3 separate regions of the Mus musculus genome follow, and regions 1 and 3 are each linked to region 2. Evidence: chromatin contacts called from public HiChIP or PLAC-seq data. All regions are on one chromosome and are shown on one strand. The core of a region is the stretch at or near the end of the contact, and the rest is flanking DNA. Distances in the headings are between cores, read along the strand shown.

Evidence for each region. HiChIP or PLAC-seq counts read pairs in DNA pulled down with a chosen protein or histone mark.
Region 1: an H3K27ac HiChIP or PLAC-seq map of bone marrow-derived dendritic cells shows a contact between it and region 2, with 13 times the contacts expected there. The contact joins the enhancer-like site here to the promoter of Elp1 in region 2. A contact is called at or near these places in 2 of 39 promoter capture datasets (cranial neural crest and embryonic stem cells), 12 of 115 datasets of contacts at active chromatin or transcription factors (astrocytes, bone marrow-derived dendritic cells, bone marrow-derived macrophages and 6 more) and 3 of 9 other capture datasets (adipose tissue, embryonic stem cells and liver).
Region 3: a contact with region 2 is called in an H3K4me3 HiChIP or PLAC-seq map of embryonic stem cells, with 6 times the contacts expected there. The contact joins the enhancer-like site here to the promoter of Elp1 in region 2. A contact is called at or near these places in 3 of 39 promoter capture datasets (cranial neural crest, hippocampal neurons and second pharyngeal arch cranial neural crest), 1 of 484 Hi-C or Micro-C datasets (bone marrow-derived macrophages), 9 of 115 datasets of contacts at active chromatin or transcription factors (astrocytes, bone marrow-derived macrophages, embryonic forebrain and 3 more) and 2 of 9 other capture datasets (embryonic stem cells and pancreatic islet).

Annotation. Positions count from the first base shown.
Region 1 is chr4:55,487,973-55,491,266 of GRCm38.p6, forward strand. No RefSeq gene overlaps it. Among named protein-coding and RNA genes, the nearest start is that of Gm22150, 20 kb to the left of the region's middle. Within about 2 kb of position 1,494, at least 60 of the 459 cell types and tissues checked have an H3K27ac peak or open chromatin away from gene starts, as enhancers often do. A contact at or near this core is called in bone marrow-derived dendritic cells, where this site is marked.
Region 2 is chr4:56,801,035-56,804,452 of GRCm38.p6, forward strand. It overlaps Elp1 (elongator complex protein 1), which reads right to left and starts at 1,297. Exons shown (of 37, transcript NM_026079.3): 1 at 1,125-1,297. Abitram (actin binding transcription modulator) reads left to right here and starts at 1,295. Exons shown (of 6, transcript NM_001081420.1): 1 at 1,295-1,692; 2 at 2,562-2,613; 3 at 3,120-3,249. The coding sequence starts at 1,578.
Region 3 is chr4:55,449,436-55,452,630 of GRCm38.p6, forward strand. No RefSeq gene overlaps it. Among named protein-coding and RNA genes, the nearest start is that of Gm22150, 18 kb to the right of the region's middle. Within about 2 kb of position 1,781, at least 11 of the 459 cell types and tissues checked have an H3K27ac peak or open chromatin away from gene starts, as enhancers often do. A contact at or near this core is called in embryonic stem cells, where this site is marked.

The DNA of each region.
Region 1 (3,294 bases), core at 244-2,743, 1.3 Mb before region 2:
TTCCCTTGCCCCCTGCCCTAAGGTGGGGCAGCTGGGGGAAAAGATGACAGAGTGACTGAGATAGGTAGTCTGAGAGGCTTGGGTTGACCCCAAAGACTGGCAAGATGTGAGCTTGCCTTTAATAGTCAAGCTCAAAGAAGACTGAAACCTCCCCAGGTTTTTGAGCAAAGAAGACAGCTAGTTAGACAGAGCTAGACTTGCTCAAGAGCCTCCTTGAGCAAGCCTATGAAGATGCTTGCCCCCTGAAGCAGACAGCAATCCACAATCAGAGGATGGGCTGGGGAACGGGTCACGTGTGTGCTTTTAGGGTTATGGGGTTTACCTTTCTCTCCTTGTGTGAAGATGTTCAGGGGACACCTAGAAACTGTAATTTCATTCATTCACGTTATAAATCATTGCTGGGTACCCGTGTGGCCAAATGTATTTTGCTTCCAAAAGGAATGAACCCATGAAACACAGGTACCCTATACCTGTGGTTCCAGCATTTGGGAGCGGGAAGGAAGTTCTGGAGTTCAAGGGTAGCCTTAGAGATCTTGGGGGGAGAGAGAGAGGGAGAGAGGGAGGGAGAGAGAAAGAGAGAGAGAGAGAGAGAGAGAGAGAGAGAGAGAGAGAGAGAGAGAGAGAGAGAGAGAGAGAGAGAGAGAGAAAGATCATCAGTCATCCAGGATCAGTCATCCAGGGGACTCAGGACTGGCATTAGGCCAAGCCACAGACTTCCTCCAACGACAAGGATAGTGACTGTATGTACCAGGTGACTGATCTGAAACCCACCCATGTTCTCACAGTTAAGCTTTCCCCTGACTCGCTTTCCACTGGCTGAGGACAGTGACTACAGCAAGGCAGTTGTGTTACCAGGGCATACAGAGCCTCTGCGATTAGTCATATGAGCTTGGGAACCACATTCCCCAAACTGTCCGAAGCCTCTTTAGACAGCGTGGCAGGCTCGATAAGGATGCTTCTGCCCAGACTTCCTCCTTTGTCTCCTTCACTCAAGCTAGACTTGCAATATTCCTGAGTCTGTCTCTCTGGGCACTATTTATTTCTTGTCGTTAAATTTTATTTATTATTTATGTTGGTGCTGTCATGGGTATGTCTATCTATCTAGATATAGATAAAGATATGCATACACTTGTGCTTATGTGCTATGGTATGTGTGTAGAAGACAACATTAGGAGTTAGTTTTTCTCCTTCTACCTTATTGAAGCAGTGACTCTCCTCTGTCAAGCTGGGTACTCCAGGGTAGCTGACCTGCAAGCTGCCAGGAGATTCTACTGTCTCCACCTTGCATCTCACTTTAGGAATACAAGAATTACAGATTCCTGCCACTTTATCTGTCTGTTTCCTTGGCTTCCAGGGATTGAATGCAGATTATCAGGAGTGTGTGGCAAGTGATCTGCTGAGCCACCTTGGTGGCCACTTTGACATGTTATAGATAACGTCAACTCCTTTCCAATCCCTGGAACTCCCCTGGTTCTTTCAGTCCTTTCTGGTTTGCTCTCACATGTGTTGTTAGTCACAGCATCCTTTTGTGGTTAGTTCTGTGTTAGCACCGACTTCTCAGGGGAGCTGGACTGTGAGAAAAGGTCACGGAGACTTAGTGCTTCCAAACCACAGGAGAAGCTGCATGGAAATGCCTGTTGCCTCTGCTACAGAGGAGCTGGAGGCAGAGAGGACACTTAAGTCCAAGAGTCTGAGAACAGTTTGGACAACAAGGTGAAGGTCTCTCTGAAAAAAACCCACAACACAGCACAACAAAACGAAACCAAAACCAAAACCAAACAAAAACCAGAAAAACAAACAGAAACCAAAAAAAAAAAAAAAACAACAAAAAAAACAAAAACAAAAACAAAAACCCAAAACCAATCAACCAAACAAAAAACAAATTAAACAATCAAACACACACACGCATTGTAGCAATGAACTTTGTTCCTCCTGGAATGTGGTGAAGCAAGAATTGGGAATTTAAAGTTACTATGGCAGACATTCTCGGACATGAGGTAGAGTGTAAGAATTGGAGATTCTCCAGGTCAAGGAATACTTCCTGTGCCATTCTCATCTCTTCCTGCCTATACCCCTCTAGGAACAAGGAGCTCTCTGCTTTTCCCCAGCCATCTACTGAAGCTGTCTCATTAGCTCTTCTTGGTACACACCTCAAACCTACACCCCCAGCCATTGGTCTCTGTTCTTCTGGTTCCTCCCCATGTGTGTGCTGATATACACCTTGCCTGGCTTGTGTTGAAAGAATGTTATTCACTAGTGACCAAGATGCCACTTGAATCCCACATAGGGCGCTCCTTTACAACTCTCCTGAGACCCGCTTATGAGCACACACAAGCTGCACACCATTCTTATTAAACAATGCTTGAGGGAAGAAGTATAGGGATGTCCATATAAAAATGCCAGAAAGGCTCAGGATGGGAGTCTATGCGTAGAAAGATTCAAATCGTCTAAAGCAGGGATTCGTAAGCTTCCCAATGCTGTGACCCTTTAATATATTTCCTCATGTTGTGGTGACTCCCCAGTCATAAAAGTATTCATTGCTACTTTATAACTATAATTCTACTAGTTATGAATTTTAATATAAATATCTGATGTGTAGGATATCTCACATGTGCTTTTTGCATTCCATAGGTTGAGAACTACTGGTCTAAAGGCCTCAGTTTTCCATTTGATCAAGTTAAAACCTAATCTTTCCACTACCAAGAAGCCCCTAACACCACAGGCCAAGGAATTTCACAATTCACCAGACAGCAAGGAGTAGACAGGAATCCATGGCCAGGCTTGGCATAGACTGTGTTACAGGTAATAGAAAGACAGACATGTCAGGTCCTGGCAGCAAGATTTATGCTAAACAACACATTTTCACCAAACAAATACATCCTTTGCCCACACTCTACCACCAAGGCAGTAATGCCATAGACATTCATTTTTTTCATCCTGGAATTTCTGTTTGTAGAAACAAAATACACACTTAGGCACAAGTCAGGCGCAGGTATCTGGATGAGGCAGACAATCAACATGAACACAAAAAAAGTGCTTTCTGATTGTAGCATTTTCTTTTTGTCCTCTCATTTTCAAACTTAGTTTAAAACAACACCAACAAAACAAACAAACAAACAAACAAACAAACAAACAAACAAACCAGAGGCCTGAGTTTGTCAAGAACCAGGTTGACCATATGCCAATTTGACCATATGCCTTTGGCAAGGTGTATAATTGCTTGGTGCCTCAGTTTCTTTGTCTGTAAGTTGATGTTTTAAAGAGTGACTGTGTCAAGATAGCTCAGTTGGTAAA
Region 2 (3,418 bases), core at 47-2,546:
TGGTAAAAAGGCAAACTCATTAATCTCTCTAATGCCCCAATTCTTTTAGCATGAAAACCGACTTCTCTAAATTGTCATTCTGACACTGCTCACTCATTTAACTTTTTGGAGTTACACAGTCCTGTAGTTTTCTCAATGCTTTCAAAGTTAGGAAACATCTTCCAAATGTTTCTAGGATCATAATCTGCTAACAGCCTTCCTTTGGCACCTCCAACTGCACCTCCCTTGACTCCACCCACACATGTTCTAAGAGGTGCTTTCATACAACTTTGATCATGTCCCAAAATTCTGACCATTGATCCACTTTCTCCCCTACCTTCAGGCTTGGTAGCTCACTAAAGGGAAGATTAGATAAACCTATATACCTTGTAAATGAACAAGACCAAACTAAACATTAAACTCACATTAAAATCAATCCTGATATTATCATAAGCTGACCCTTACAAGCATATGAAATGCAACCTGAAAAACAGAGAACCTGCTGATCTCTTATCAAATAATAGCTCATCCTGGCTTGGGACTTATTGTCATCTCTGTTTCCACAAACTAAAATTTGTCTTTGTCTCTTTTTCTTTCACTTACACATCGAGATATTTGCTGGTTATATATCATGGTTCTCAATACGCAAACGAATCCTTTACACAATACCTAAGATCCGTTATGTGACTTACAACAAAACCTTGCCAAATGTTAGGCCCTAAAGACAAAAGACTATAAAATCACAGCCATCACAGAAATCCCGGCTTAGGTACACCAGGTAGGGAAGCACGAGATACACTACTTCATAGAAAAGTCCCAAATGCGAGCGAGAAGGGACCCGCAGCACAGCACAGAGGCCTCTATTTACCTATCACCTTCCACGACAAGCTGGTAGAGGTTTTATCTACACGCTACAAGGAAACCCGCAATTGGGGTACCGGACCCTCATCCCTCGCAGCGCCCCAAGACGGCCCCGGGGAAAACGTGTACAGAAAGCATCCGAAACTCGAAGAAAGAAGAGGTCCACGCCCGGCCCGCCGGCGCGCGCAGGCAGAAGCGCGTGCATCTCCCCTGCACCAGAACAGCCCTGGACAGCAAGACCAGGCCGCACACAGCGGCTCGGACTGGGACGGGCGAATGCTCACCTACGACGCCCTCGAGGCGGCTCCGAGCCCTCACGGCGCACTGGGTTTGGAAAGGAACCGCCGATGCACACGGGAGACGAGAAACACGATCCACTGAAGGGCGAAACACGCCAGGTAGCACCAGAAAGGCGGCGCGGACGTGGCGTCACCCGCGAGGCGCGCTGAGTGACGTCACCGGGTGGGTGTGGCCAGACGCGCCTCCTCAGGAGCTCGAGGGTGCTCAGAGGGTCCAGGGGATCGGGGAGCCCTCACCCGGCAGAGGCAGGACCTTGCTGTCTGCTGTCCCTCAGCTCTTTGACACCCGGTTGTTTTTGCCCCACAGTTGGGCTTTGGCCCAGGATCACAGGTGACTGGGGTCGGGGAGGGAGTTTGGCCGCCAGCCGGGGAGTCGCGCGCGTGCGCACGACACCAACCGGCTCCCACGCGCCGGAACTACGCTCCTGGACTAGAGGGATGGAAGAGCTCCGCTGCCCCGAAGCCAAGCTGGCGCCACCAGAGGTAGTCATAGCTACCGAAGCCCCGCCACCCTCCCTTGTGGATCGATACTTCACTCGCTGGTATAAAGCGGGTAAGTGCGGGATGGTGGTGAGCTCCGCTTTACCGCACGGGTGCAGGCACTTCTGCCACGCGATGCAAGCCACCCGTGCTCTTCCCTGAGCATCCTAGTCCCAGGAATACAGATTTGCGCTGATGAAGAGCTAAAATAGGCGCTTTCCTTCGTGGGAACCGCAGCGCCATGTGTGGGTTGTTTGCAGGAAAGGACGTGAACTAAACTAAGGAACTCCGCGTTGGTCTATCTGGGCTTTCCCCACACTACTAAGGGTTGGTGTGCTTGGAGGGATCAATCCTACGCCGAACCGGGAAGAAACCTTAGGCATGGAGAGAAAAATTAAGAAATGTTAAGGAAGCAGTATCTAGTGTTAAGAAGAAACTGTGCATATTGTCCACTGGACGTTTGAAATAGGCTTCTCTGGTGTTCGTTCTGCCAAGAAAATACCGATACCACCTTTGGGGATCCTCCTCTAGCCTCTATTTTAGCCTTTTTAAATTCAGGGAAACCGGTAGACCCACATATAATATTTAGGATAAGCATCCTAAATTCTCTTTAGGACTGAATTTAAAAAAAAACGTGTGATTTTTGCATACCATCAAGACAGCCTCACAAAACACCACCATAATGTCAGCAATGTGGCGCTTATAATAGTGTTTCTCTAGGTGTACTCATTTTAAAGTGACAAGATGGAGGAGCTAAGAATGTTACCTGCCTTAACACTGAGTAAAGGATTCTATGTAAATTAGGCCACTTAAAATACTTCATAGCCTTTATTTACTTTGCCCACTGTGCTCAGCTTCGCAATGAACAATCTTCATGAACCAAAGGAGGTAATCACGTGGTAAATGCCAGTTCAACAACCTGCGACTCATTTATTCCTCTAGATGTTAAAGGAAAACCCTGTGAGGACCACTGTATACTCCAGCACTCCAACCGGTAAGCAAACCGGGAATCTTAAACTATCAACACTTTCCTTCTGGTAGCTAGCCTGGTGCGGTCTTGGGTCGGGTATGAGCATTCATGAAACTGTCTTCTGTGGTGTTGAAACGGTGTTATAGGAGTGTGTTGGCAAGTCTTGTTCAGTCATATACTGTTTGGCCAACCTGCACCAACCACTGTACTGCTGGACCTAAGGAATGGTTCCTTGTGGAGGCATATGTCATGCTCTGTGTACACAGTCTTGCCTTGCTTCTCTGCTATCCCCGCTTACTAAAGTCTTGTGGTACTTTTCCCTTCCCGGGAAGGAGATTCAACTCTCCTTTCTCCTCTTGTTATTAAGCTCCCCGTGCTACACTTAGGCTCCAGTCTCAGCAAAGAGAAGGAGATAATCGGACTAGATGGAGGTCAGTGTGGATAGTCATCTCTCAGCAGGAGGATGTGTGTTACAGGAGGAGGGTTCTGACCATGCCTTAACACAGGACTGACTGTTTCTCTCCTTGTAGAATCTGTGTCATCACACTGGCAGGATCCCATCCAGTTCTTCAAAGTGGCAAAGCCATTCAAAGGATTTCCTATCAGATCAGTAACAATTGCAGCAGACTTGAGAACAAAGTATCTGGGAAATTTAAGCGGGTATGTTTCTGTAATTCTGTGATTTTTCTTTTCTCCTGTGATTTTTCTATTCTCCTGCTATGATGGATCCAGTCAGCCGTAAGACTTTTTCTAGCAGTTCAACAAAGTTTTCAGTAAAAACACTCACCCCTGCCCCCCAAAGTATATCAAGAAGCATAGTGAGTACCAG
Region 3 (3,195 bases), core at 531-3,030, 1.4 Mb before region 2:
AAAAGAAGCTGGGTGTTGTGGCACATGCCTTTAATCCCAGCTCTCGGGAGGCAGAGGCAGGCGGATTTCTGAGTTCGAGGCCAGCCTGGTCTACAAAGTGAGTTCTAGGACAACCAGGGCTACGCAGAGAACCCTGTCTCGAAAAAAAAAAAAAAGAAAGAAAGAAAGAAAAGAAAAGGAAAGGAAAGGAAAGGAAAGGAAAGAAGAAAAGAAAAGAAGAGAAGAGAAGAGAAGAGAAGAGAAGAGAAGAGAAAAGAAAAGAAAAGAAAAGAAAAGAAAAGAAAAGAAAAGAAAAGAAAAGAAAAGAAAAGGAGATCTAACAAGGAGGGGCCACATTGGGATAGTGTTTACCATCTTTTCCTGTAGAAATGTTGGAGTGACTATTAGATAACAGAAGGCTTGTACAAGTGAACTATCTATATCATGGGGAGCAACTGTCGGGCTTAATTCTCATCCAAATGGACAGGAAGGATAATGGCATCTACATGGCTGCTCCATTTCCCTAAATCCAAGAGAGACACTTCTAACTCCATCATAACTCTGCCCCACCAAACCTAAGCGTAGCCTCAAAGCCTGACCTTGCTTCCAACCTGAACACATCACTATGCAGAGCTCCTCAGAGCCACTTCACTTGGCCCCTGCCTTAAGGACAGACTTAGTATTTGGGAACTGATGGAATCTTTCTAATCCCTCTGACTAGCATTTGGTAAACTCTTTTGTGTGTGAGTGGGGGTGTGCTCTGTGGTGCTGTGGTGGCCTCTTACAGCACCTGACCCTCATTGTCTTTTCTTTTCTTTTCTTTTTTTTTTTTTTGTTTTTTGTTTTTGTTTTGTTTTGTTTTTTCGAGACAGGGTTTCTCTGTATAGCCCTGGCTGTCCTGGAGCTCACTTTGTAGACCAGGCTGGCCTCGAACTCAGAAATCCGCCTGCCTCTGCCTCCTGAGTGCTGGGATTAAAGGCGTGCGCCACCACGCCCGGCTTCATTGTCTTTTCTTTGCTGGCTTTTGGACTTCATATATCATGGGCATATGGAGTGGCCTTTTTCAACCTTTACTGTGCAGTCTTGAGTGATGCAGAATCTGACATAGCAGGCCCAGTGGGATCTGAGCTTATGCACAGCCACCAAGCTCACAGGGAGTACTGTGCTCTCTGTTGTCATCACCAAGAAGCAGGAGGACAGAGCACCTAAGTTTGATTCACTGGAGAAGACTGAAAAATTTCAGAGCAACAGGAGTCTAACAGAACTCACAGTGTTCTAGAGAAAACTTGGCAAGATCCTGCAGCCACCTGAACAAGCAAGCGGTCTGGGATGAGGTCATCTCTCCACGCAGAGCCATGTGATGAAACCCACAAGTAGCTTTGAGGAAGATACACATTCTGAATTCCCATGGCTTCAAGTGCAGAGTTGCTCATGGCAGGATGGCTGAAAATGATGGGCCTGGTCATTTGGGAAGCGTGTCATCAAGCTAGATCCCTGGGGAAGTTGTAGAACTCCCTAGAATGGAAACAGGAGAAGAAAGCGTGTGCAGAACCCCAGGAGAATTACCAGGTAGGAGACTGCACCCGGAGCATGGGCAGCTCCAGGTTTTCTAAGCCCCAAGGTGACCTTGGACCTATGATCATCCAGTGAGAGATCCTAAGCAGTCCCCCTGAAGGTAAAGAAAAAATGGTGTAGGGGCTAGAGAGAAGGGCAGCAGTTAACAACACTTGCTGATCTTACAGAGGACTCAGATTCAGTTCCCATGAGACACATGACAGCTCGCAACTGTCTGTAACTCCAGTTCCAGAGGATCTGCTGCCCTCTGCTGCCCTCCACAGGCACCAGGCACACATGTGGTCCATACATACACATTCAGGCAAACCACTCATATACAGAAAATAAATACATCTAAAAACGTTCTAAAAGGAACATAGGCATAATGATGGCTTAGTCTCGTCTTTCATGCACATGTTCCATACCTCGGTTGTGGCTGGTCTTGAGGAATACTTAGATAACTGCCTGAAGGCTAACATTATAATTAGTTACTGAAGTTGAGAGTGAAGCTTGTTGGAAAACAGTTCTCACTACCCAAGTAGAACCTCCTGGGGGGCCTCCATATGGGGTTATGTCACCATGGAAGCAGTGTAGAGTACTTCTGTGGCCTTGGACAAGTTACTCCATTTCTATAGCGTTTGTTTTCCTCCGATGCAAATCTATTGTCAGAAACGACGAGTGATGCATTACTGAAGATCAAGTTCATGTTGTCTCTGGCTTTTGTGTGTGGTAGATGCCTCCCAGGCTTCATAGTGTCCCTGGCCTCTAGCAACACCATGCTGACCATGGGAAATAAGAGCCACTGACCTTCACACAGCCTCTGTGGGGCCACCTTCCTATTTCAATTCCTGGTAGTTTATCACCATCTGGAGCTGGCTAAGAGGAAACCCACTCATCTGTCTCCAAAATACATGGAGGTGGCAAGGCCTACCCTCAGGCTCTTGGGTGAGTCATCCGAGGTCTTACGAGGTCCTGGATTTGGCTGTATTTTGTGGTGTATTCAGAAGAGGCATAGTTACTAGCCTGTGTCTTGCTGTTCTCTTGAGCAATGGAATGCTCTCAAGGGTCCTGGTTGGGGTGTAAGATATTCAAACCTTTAAAGGGCTGGGCAAGTTGCTAGTCATTGTATGTTATACTTGAATAACGTCTAAGTTCTTGGTGCTCACTATAAACAAGGGCAAAGAAAGAAGGATACTGAACTGGTCTTCTGTTTGCATCTACTACCTGAATAGCCCTGCCTTCCAGTCCCTATTACTTGGGGGCAATAGGAAACCCAAGAATTTTGGGTGCCTAGGGAAATCTTCAGGGACAAGAAAATGCTGCTGACCAGAAGTTGAGCTCCTTCCGGTGACAGCCTCTACACACATGTACTGGGTGCTTGGCTTCTCTTTAACATGTGGCTGTAGACACACTTCTGTGCAGTCCCAGTCGTGTGTTCAGTCAATGGGGGAAGGACTTCCACTCCTGCCCGAGAGGACAACAAACATCATCCTAAGGACGTGAACTTCACACTCACCCTTGTTAGCCACAGCCTGGCGGAGCCTCCTTGATTGCTTAGGCATCTCTCTTCTCCCTCAGCCTCCTCATCTTTCGATGCCTCTGTGGAAGCTAGGCTCAGATTGAGCAATGCTGTGTGGAATAACTGGGTCAGATCAAACATGT